Linked DNA regions of Mus musculus: region 1 is linked to region 2. A link is a contact called in public promoter capture Hi-C data. All regions are on one chromosome and are shown on one strand. The core of a region is the stretch at or near the end of the contact, and the rest is flanking DNA. Distances in the headings are between cores, read along the strand shown.

Region 1 (5,194 bases), core at 1,502-4,001, 230 kb before region 2:
CTTACTGACCCCTGATAGTAGTGGGACAGAACTGGCAGGGGAGACCCTGTGCAAAGAGTCCTTTTTAACTATAAGCAAACTGACGTTTTTGTTTTTAAAGTCTGTGTTTAACAGTTCCCTAAAATCCTGAAAATTCCATAGTCAGCATGAAATCATTTGCAGTTCACCACCGGGTACACGTCTTTGAATAACTGGAATGTAGCACCCGTGAGCCTGTGCTGAAGATGGTGGGCTCATAAAGCCGTGTGCCAATCTTGTTACGTGTGCTTCTCTCACTGTGTGGCAAAGACACTCTCTGGTGCCAGTGTGGAGAAGTGAGGACGCAGCTCAGGACCCTCTGTGTCTGTTTGTTCCCAAGCGATGATGTCTGAAACTATAAACTAGCCTGTTGGCTTTGCATTTCCCAGGGAAGCCGTGCTATCGTGCTATCGGCTTTGGTGGTGGTGGTGGGGTATCTACCTGCTTTAACCGAAACTGTCAGAGCATGTGCGTCATGCCTGTTCTGTTAGTGTCAGGAGCCACAGCCCACATGCCGTCAAATAGAAGTTGCTTGCTAGATAGCAGTGTGTGGCTCTGTTGATGTGTCATTAGTGTGCACTTAGCTGGTGTGTGTTTGTCTCCTGCAAGCGGTTTAGCCGGTGCATGCTTACAGTATCTGACACAGCCCCAAGTCACTGAATAAACAAATTCCAGCCCTGCGCTGCTACGTGGAGGATCTGTCTTATTGCAGGAAGTATGCCTTCTTGGACTAACCACCACTGGGCAGGCCCACTTTCACTCTCGGTCCAGGCCCGCCTTTCTCAGGCAGAAGTCCAGAGCTCTGTGCCTACACAAACCCTGCTAGAGCCCAGGCGCAGACTCCAGACACAATTGTGACTCTACACAGTTGTGCCCTGTAAGGATCCTGTGGCCAACCATTCGGCTTTCCTGAAGACTGTCCTGGCACTACTTGGGATGCCCACTCCCAAGAGGCCCTATTTCCTCTTCCCATTTCACAGAAGAGGAAACTGAGGTCCAGAGGAGAGTAGAATAGCTAGCCTAGGAGTGTAAACGGATTAAGAGGGAAGCCAGAGCAGTCCCCTTAATCTTCTCAACCTGGCTGTCTTCCTTAGCGCCTCCTCCTACTCCCAAATCCTTCTCAGCCCAAAGCCCAGGCTTCCTTTACTGGCCCAAATCTGGGGTGAGCAAGGGGGTTAGGCTTAGACAATCTGTCTACCCGAAATACCATGTAGTTTGGGGTTCTTAGTTGGAAGAATGTCCTGTGACTTGAGTTTAGGTTTTTCTGGCGACATTGGGGGAAGCCTAGCGCAGCGCAGTCTCGCAGTCGGGGCTGGGAGCCAAAGGAAAGTGCCGCCGAAGCTCGGCAGGTGACGGGTGGAGGCATCTTTTAACGTCACCTCCAGTCCTATCTCACTCACTCTCAACTCTCCCTACTGCCTCCCCGCCCCCATGTTCTTCCCCCAGGCAATCCATCCTCTTACAGACAAAGAAACCGCAGCCTCAGCCTCTCACCATTTTACCAACACCACCATCTCTCTCATTGTTACCAGGTAACAATTTCAGGAAGCCTAACACTCCTTGGCTGCTCCAGCCTGTCACTCATCCCGGGTCTGAAACCTCTCTTTGGGCCCCAGAGTTTTCCAATTTTCCTGGAATGTCCTGGCAATGCAGGTCCTGGTGCAACTCGTTGCTAGAAACTATGTAGAAGAAAAGGACCCCGCGGCAAGTCAGCATGGAGGGCCTCATTCACAGGGTCCCTGGTCTTCTCCCTTTCAGTCCACGCCCCTCTAGAATTGGCACAGTCGCCAGCTTCCAGCCTGAGGCAAAGATCGCTAGGTAGATCAAACATTAACTTTCCATTTGGATCCAGCTCGGTGCTACCCGGACTGAGGGCTCAGGGACCCTCGGGCGACCAGGGCTGCGGACCCCCACCTCCCGCCACAGTTCTCCTTCGTGCACCTCCCCCTCTGGGCCAGCCCAGGCCCCATCTTTTCCTTCCCCCGCCCCGCACCTGTTCACCTCCGCCCGCCAGGGCCCCATCCCGCGGCCAAGGAAAAAGTTGCAAACAGAACTCCTGGCACTTCAGTCACCGCCCTTCGCTCGGGTCTCCTGGGGTGTGCAAACGAGGCTCGGCGCCCCCTTCTCAGCCCGAAGTTCTCCGATCCTTTTTGAAGTCACCCAAAACGTGCCCCTCCAGTTCTCGCTGCGCCTGCAGCTCCCCGGGCCTAGCGCACATCCCGAACCCCCAGACTCCTAAATGTCCTCCCCTGGGTTTGTGTCTCTCCTTGCTCTTTCTCTGCTCCGCGCAAGCTGCCCAGGAGCGCACCCAACCCGTCCACAGTGACTTGCAACAGTCGCGCGCCTTAGGGGACTCTGTACGATCCCCTCCAGACCTGGCCATGCACATGCCCATCCTAAAGTGGCCAGCAAGTAGCCGGGGGACCCCCTGCCGGGCAACTCCTCCCCAGTCCCGTGTCCCCTGACCCGCGCGCTCCCTTCGGGCACAGGGCCGGCACGCCCACCAAGCCCATAGCTGGGGGAGTCTTGCCTCCGTGGCCCGGGGGCTGCGTTGCAAACTCTGCAGCCTCACCGTCTTCTTCCGGGACACCATCTTCTCCAGCTTTTTGGCGATCCTCAACAGCTCCTCTTCCAGGCCCATGTTGGTCCACAACGCACGGCGGGGTTAGGGGCGCAGGGCAGCAGCGGGCGCCAAGGCGCGAGCCGCAAGGGCCGCAAACACACCGGACACTCGAGCCGGGAGGGGGCGGGGCGCGCCCCTCCCATCGCTGGGGGGAGGGGTGGCGGGCACTAAATATAGACTTCAAGGACTGCCCGGGCAAAGATTGCCTGAGCCTGGCGGGTCGTGCCTCAGGGGGTGTGTAAGTGGGAGGGGAGGACCAATCTGGAAGAAGGGGCTCTTCTCTTCCAACTCTCCTAGGGGTGCCCCAGGCTCCAGGGAGATTCGAGCATGAGGGTTCGGGGGTGATGAGTGTCAGCATAGCAGTGGGAAGTACAGAGCTGCCGGGTCTCAGCATCACTGCGCTCCCAGAGGGAGCTATGCCCAAGCTGGGAAAGTTGGTGAATTCATCGCATCTTGGTGCAGATTTTGACGTCAGCTCTGCCCTAACTTAGGTAGGCTCCTTGGTGCGCCCAAGGCCTGTGCCGTACACGTACTCGCGAGGTATACTCAGAGCCCTTTGCCGGCCAGTCTTTATTTTTTCTAACAACCTCTCAAAGGGGTATCGGGACCACGCTCCGAAAGACTAAGTTTTGGGTGATTCCGGTACACAGGGGGTGGGCTTGGAAGAGTAATTTGGGGTGGAGGGAATAACTCTGCCTCCCACTCTCGGCTCGCGAGCGGTAATTCCAAGAATTCGCTGAAGACCTAGTTCCCCTCCTGACAGAAAATGACCTTTCTGCGAGGGTCTCTGATTTGAAGCGGGGCAGAAGAGGGCTCACAGTGTGTGAAGGAACTTTCTGAGATAACCTCAGAGAAACAAGTCTGGAGCCTGTTGTGGACACCTGTCTCCCAACTGCTGCAGTGTGATGACGGTCAAGGTTTTTTGTTTTTTGTTTTTTTTTTTTTTTCATTCGACAAACGGTATCCAGTCAACTAGCAAGAAAAATCTCAGGGGCGGCAGGCTGGGCAGAATAACCATTAAAGAGGACTGTATTCCTCACAGCTGGGGTGGGGAGAGGAGGGAGAGAGGGCAAGTGTAAGGCCCAGCTGGGGCCTCATCCCCGTCCCAAGAAGTGAAATTTATTGCCTCAAAAGGCAGAATGGAAGTTTGGGGGAGGGGGAGGTCTGTGTAGTCGGTCAGGCCGCAAGCGGTTATTCTATTTACTGAGCTCCTACTGTGTTCCAGGTATTTCTAGCGTCCTGAGCCAGACGGCTCTCCTGGAGCACTCAGAGAACAAAGCTTGGGGATCACTGACATGTCAGCAGGGGGTGGGGAGGTGAGGAGGTGGCCGGGGGAGGAGCTGAAAAGTCCTTGGCTATAGCGGAGTGTTGTGGAGAGGTCCGGGATGGGTCCGGAAGGGCGGGGCCTTAACACCATGTGGCCAAAGCCAGGTTTTTCTTCAGTGGAGCTTCTGGGAGGCCTCTTGGCCAAAAGAAGCTTGAAGGACCCTAAGAAAACGCGTCAGACTTTATTATGCAAATAGAAGAGTCAATCTCAGGAAGTGGGAGGCCGCCTCCTCGGTACAGCCAGCATTTGCTGGTACCCATTGTATCCCTTCTGCCCACCTGTCCAAGAGAGAGGTCACCTGCACACAAAGATGCACACAACTGTCTTATTTCCCTGTGAGCTTTGGGGGGGGGGGGCAGACAGGGAACTGATACCCTCAGAGGGGTTTCACCATCGGTGGTAAACACCCCATTCTTTACTCTCAAAGGGACAGCGCAAAGGTATTTGCTAACTCACTATGGCCCTGCCTCAGTCCCCAGAATGCTGGAATTACAGATGTGTGCAGCTGTGCCAGCGTCTTTTATGCTTGTGTGTGTGTGTGTGTGTGTGTGTACTCGGCAGGAGGCAGGCAGCCAGAGACTGGTGGTGGTCTCAATTGCTAGCCTCCTTATGTTTTGAGACAGGGTCTCTCACTGAACCTGGAGCTGCCCAGCAGGCTTCCGGGATCCTCCAGGGTCTGCTTCCACAGAGCCAGGAGTCTGGGAGGACACTGTGTACTTAGCTCTTGGCATAAGCCCTGCAGATTCGAACTCAAATCCTCAACCTTGCGTGTTGTATGGCAAGCACTTTCCCAACAGCCTTCTTCTCTGTCCTTCACTGCTGACAAACCTTTTCTGTTTCATTTCTCCCCTTGTTATGCATTCAGGGCTCACCTCACAAACTCCATTACCCAACTCATCATCTCAGGGCAACCAAGAGGGGGTGTGGTCGGGACCATGGGTGAGCCACGAATCAGGTCCTCAGGCTCTGGCCCAGTGTGCTTTTCCTGCACACCAGGGGTTCTGAGCCTGGCTGCTGACAACATTTTGGATTGGCTAGTTCATTGCTGTGAGGATAAACCATACCATGTGGGTATGGGTTTTTTTTTTGTTTTGTTTTTTGTTTTTTTGTGAGACAGGGTTTCTCTGTGTAGCCCTGACTGTCCTGGAACTTACTCTGTAGACCAGGCTGGCCTCGAACTCAAAAATCTGCTTGCCTCTGCCTCCCGAGTGCTGCAATTAAAGGTG
Region 2 (4,933 bases), core at 1,705-4,204:
TGCCCCATCCTTAAGATTCTTCAGGACATGCTGGGAGGGAGAGATGAACGGCATAGCACAGAGCTGTGCCACCAGGAAGACACACTCAGCCAGCCTCAGTCTGCTTCTGCCAGACATTCCCTGCAAGCAGGTTGACCTGCTGAGCCATCCCTGTGACCATCAACTTAGCCATCGAGCATCTATCAGCTACAGAGCACAGAGACACTCTCTGAGCTCAAAGAATGAAAAGACAACCAAAATAAGCAAGATAAATAGCTAAAGGAAGCTTGCAGGCTACTACTGGATACAATGTATATAAATGCAGGACATTTGAAAGTACTCAGTTATTTTGTTATTCTTTGTGTAAGGAAAGGAGATGGCAGTCAGGACTTCCTACAAGCTAAGCAAACATTGTATCAGTGAGCCAAAGCTTCTATCTGTCTGTCTGTCTATCTATCTATCTATCTATCTATCTATCTATCTATCTATCTATCTATCTATCCATCTATTTGAGACAGGGTCTTTTTATGTAGTCCTGGCTGTCCTGGAACTCCTTATGTTGACTAGACTGATCTCAAACTCAGAGATCTGCCTGACTCTACCTTCTGAATGCTGGGATTAAATGCTGGTGCACCACAGCTTCAGAGTAGCTTTGAGGTGTGGGGGAAGGTGTAATCCCTAAGTATATATCCACTCGTGAAACACTGAGAGATGTAGTCAGTTTAGAAACCTGAACCTGTGAGGAGAACTGTGGCCACAGTTAAGCAAAACAAACATGTTCAACTGGAGGACTTTGTATGCTGTTTTCCAGGAGAAGAGAATTCAGTATTCCTTCTTAACTAGACAGTTTGTCTTCTTCCTTCCTCTCTCTCTTTCTTTCTTTCTTTCTTTCTTTCTTTCTTTCTTTCTTTCTTTCTTCCTTCCTTCCTTCCTTTCTTTCTTTCTTCCTTTCTTTCTTTCCGACACAGGGTTTCTCTGTATAGCCCTGGCTGTCCTGGAATTCACTCTGTAGACCAGGCTGGCCTCGAACTCAGAAATCTGCCTGCCTCTGCCTCCCGAGTGTTGGGATTACAGGCGTGCACCACCACGACAGCACTTGTCTCCTTTCTTTCTTCATTCCTTTCTTGTTTCCCTTCTTTTCTTATATTCCATTTAATGTGTGTGTGTGTGTGTGTGTGTGTGTGTGTGAGAGAGAGAGAGAGAGAGAGAGAGAGAGAGAGAGAGAGAGAGATTCATATGTGCCAGAATGCCAGGATGAGTGTGCAGAGGTCAGAGGATAGCCAATTCTCTCCTCCCACCTTTAGGATGGTCCCAAGGATAAAATTCAGCCATCAGCCAATTATCTGGTAAGCTCTTTAGCCACTGAGCCATCTCTCTGGACTCTATGTTTATAAAGTTTTATTTTTAGGGGGATGGTTTTTGGCCTGGATGTCAATTGGTTTAATCCAAGCACTCCGAGGCGGAGGCGGAGGCGGAGGCGGAGGCGGAGGCGGAGGCGGAGGCGGAGGCAGGTGGATTGTTGTGAATTGGAGGCAGGCCAAGGCTATATAGCTCAGGCTATATAACTAGTTCCAGGGTAGCCAAGGCTACCTACTGAGACAATGCCTCAACATTTATTCTTTCTTATTTAAAAGATTTATTTTTGGCATTCACCTTTAATCCCAGCACTTGGGAGGCAGAGGCAGGTGGATTTCTGAGTTCAAGGCCAGCCTGGTCTACAAAGTGAGTTCCAGGACAGCCAGGGATATACAGGTTTTTTGAGACAGGGTTTCTCTGTGTAACTCTGGTTGTCCTGGAACTCCCTCTGTAGACCAGGCTGGCCTTGAACTCAGAAATCCACCTGCCTCTGCCTCCCAAGTGCTGGGATTAAAGGCATGCATCACCACTGCCTGGCTCTTTTCTTTTCTTTTTTTCTTTTTTGGTTTTTCGAGACAGGGTTTCTCTGTATAGCCCTGGCTGTCCTGGAATTCACTTTGTAGACCAGGCTGGCCTTGAACTCAGAAATCCTCCTGCCTCTACCTCCCGAGTGCTGGGATTAAAGGCGTGCACCACCACGCCCAGCGGCTCTTTTCTGACAGAATCTCATGTAGTTCAGTTTGGTTTTTAATATATTATGACTTTTTATTCATTATGATTTAATTTATTTTTAAATGGAGCCAGGTGGTGGTGGCATACAACTTTAATCCTGGCCCTTAGGACGTAGAGGCAGGTGGATCTCTGTGAGTTTAAGGCTAGCTTCGTCTACAGAGTGAGTTCCAGGACCTCCAAGGCTACACATAGAAATCCTTTTTGAGAAAAGAAATAAAAAGAAAGAGAGAAAGAAAGAAAGGAAAGAAAGAAAGAAAAGAAAAGAATGTCACATGAACAGTCTAATAAAAGGGGCTGCTCTCTGATTTTGCAGACAAGGTGGTTAATAATGTGTTATTATTTTTATTTCTAGTGTTTCAAATTGCCTTGAAACCAGACAGCCTGGATTGCTTTCCCAAAATTACAATACCGTTAAGTTACTTTAAAATTACACGATTTCTTTTATTGCGAGGGTGTGTCACAGCTTGCAGGTGGAAGTCAGATAATTTACCTGAGTCAGTTCTTTCCTTCCACTCCAAGGGTCCCTGGAGCCGCGTCGGACCCTGATCACTGACTCCACCCACCCTTAGGCGAAAACGAGCGTATGACTGGAAAGGCGGTGCGTGAGAGTTAAAGCCAGAGTTTGGCTTGCAGAATACAGGCTTGGGGGCGTGGCTGGTTGCGTGGCTCTGGGTTGGGCGTGTCGGGGGCGTGACCTGTGCTGTATTCGACAGATCGCCGTGATATAGTGGGCGTGGTCTGGCGCGGGGGCGGGTCCTGAGGCCTTCCACACATACACACACCCCCAGCGGAGGCCCGGAAGGGACCATTCGCGCTTCCGTCTCCGCCGGGCCCTCACGGAGGGCGGAGTTGCGGCCCGAGGACGCGACGCGAGCCCAGTTCCGGCGAGGAGGCCGCGCCAGTGACAGCGATGGCGGCGGAGTCGGCGCTCCAAGTTGTGGAGAAGCTCCAGGCGCGCCTGGCTGCGAACCCGGACCCCAAGAAGGTGAGCGGCGGGCGGGCGGGCGGCGCGGGCGGGCGTTGGGCGCGGCGCGGGCCCTGTAACGGTCGCGGGCAGGGCGCAGTGGGGTTCTCCTCCGACCCGGAGCCAGGCCCCACGGAGCGGCGCGGGGCAGTGGGGAGTTCGCGGCCGGCGGGCGCACCCCGGCTGGGGGCTGAGGACTGGAGGGGCGGCCGGGCCTTGCGGCTCTCCCCGGGGTTCGGGCAGCCGCGCCAGCTGTTTCCCCGTTGCAGCCGAGCGACTCCGTCCGCTGCTTGGGGGTCCTGCGGCTCGAGGACCCCTGTGCTGTACCCTGCCCTTTAGCCGAGAAAACGGGGAACGCCTTGGGGTTTTTCGAGCTCTGCTCCTGGAGCTCGGGTCCTGGATGAGGGCGTGAGCGTGTTAACTCCGCTCTGACATACTGGAAGGTGGGACCAGGCTGTGATGAGCAACCATGTTTAATTGCACTTAACTACTTTGTTGCTCCTTTTTAGAAACTGTTACTTTTTAAATACATTGTATCCCCTCGCGGTCCCCCGGGTGTCTAGGCTTCTCTGAGCTCTACGAAGAGGGTATGGTGGGAATTAGAATCGTTTTCACTGTAGTCTCTAGCCGAAAACACCAAAGGGTGTGACATGGCTTGTCAGCATTCTAGCCTGGGCCTGAGGTTCCTAAAAGGTGAAGTGTCCAGCGAGCTGAGTGGAAGAGGAAGTGGTGGAGGGAGACAGCGAGCGGACTTACACATGCAATCTAGGTTCCTAGCCAGCACCAGCTCGGGACTTTGGAGGAGTTCTCTGCTCGACCTGTCCCTTCTCTAGTTTCTTCCTGAAATACCAGCTAGACCCAAGTGCTCTTTATAAGTGTTAATCACCATCAGAATTTCCAGTCAGGGACCCCATTCACTCTTCTTGTTCCTAGTTGGGTCACTACCTCTCAACCTCCGGGCCACTTTTTAACTACCCTCCTTTAGCTCAGAGATACACTTCTTCAGAAGCTGTTGTTATAAGTCAGCGAAAACGTAAATGTTTCAATTGTCTTGTGTTTTACTTTCTTTGGAGGCCTTGGGGACCTTTGGTCAGACATATTTACAAGTTCTTTTTACAATAACCCTTTGTGGGCATCTAATAAATGGTCATTATTTCCAAGTCCCAGATTGTCTTTCTGAACACTATAAGATTTGTGACTGACCTTAAAGTAACCACCCTCATTTTGTTGTTTCTGCCATCAGGTTAAAAAAAATAAAAATCCTCCATGTAATATAATATCTGTAGGGTTTTTTTCCCCCATTAGAATTTAAATTTTGGAATGGTCTATTTGTGCATGAAATGTCAAGTTAGAAAAAGGTTAAGTAAATTTTCTTAAACTCCTAATAATTATTTAAAAGGGTGTTTGGTGGTTTTTGTTGTTGTTGTGTTTGGTGTTATTGGCAGGGACTCATATGCTAACACTAGTAGGCAAGGCCTCTACCTCTGACAGCCCTAATTTGGCTTTTCATTTCCCAGAGAGAAAATTACCTTGGGGCTGGGGATGTATTTCAGTAGCAGCTATGTGAGCTCTTGGCTTCTGTACCCACTGGGGAGGGAGAACTGAATGTGTTGTGAAGAGAGAGGTGAGGAAACTGTTGAGAGACCCCTGTGCAAAGGACCTGAAACGTTGATATTCAGAAACACGCTGACTGCAAAGAGAAAATTGCAAGCCTGCACGCTGGCTTTCCAACCTCCTTTTAACATAGCAAGCTCTCACAGGTTTGTGAAGTGGCAAGATGATTATAGAGCAGTATTGAATTTGCAACCAAATCTTGCTTCCAGACCATTATTAGCCAAAAGGCTGATTCCACACCTGTGTTTTTGGGATTCCTGCTATTGGATTTTGGTGTTTTAAGTGTAA

The links. Promoter capture Hi-C pulls out the DNA fragments that hold promoters and counts their contacts.
Region 1: a promoter capture Hi-C map of embryonic stem cells shows a contact between it and region 2, with 2.7 times the contacts expected there. The contact joins the promoter of Tcea3 here to the promoter of Eloa in region 2. A contact is called at or near these places in 1 of 39 promoter capture datasets (embryonic stem cells), 1 of 115 datasets of contacts at active chromatin or transcription factors (pancreatic cancer cells) and 3 of 9 other capture datasets (adipose tissue, liver and macrophages).

What each region holds. Positions count from the first base shown.
Region 1 is chr4:136,245,514-136,250,707 of GRCm38.p6, reverse strand. Tcea3 (transcription elongation factor A (SII), 3) reads right to left here and starts at 2,751. Exons shown (of 11, transcript NM_011542.2): 1 at 2,591-2,751. The coding sequence starts at 2,659. Asap3 (ArfGAP with SH3 domain, ankyrin repeat and PH domain 3) reads right to left here. Exons shown (of 25, transcript NM_001008232.2): 25 at 4,135-5,194.
Region 2 is chr4:136,019,670-136,024,602 of GRCm38.p6, reverse strand. It overlaps Eloa (elongin A), which reads left to right and starts at 2,954. Exons shown (of 11, transcript NM_013736.4): 1 at 2,954-3,052. The coding sequence starts at 2,978.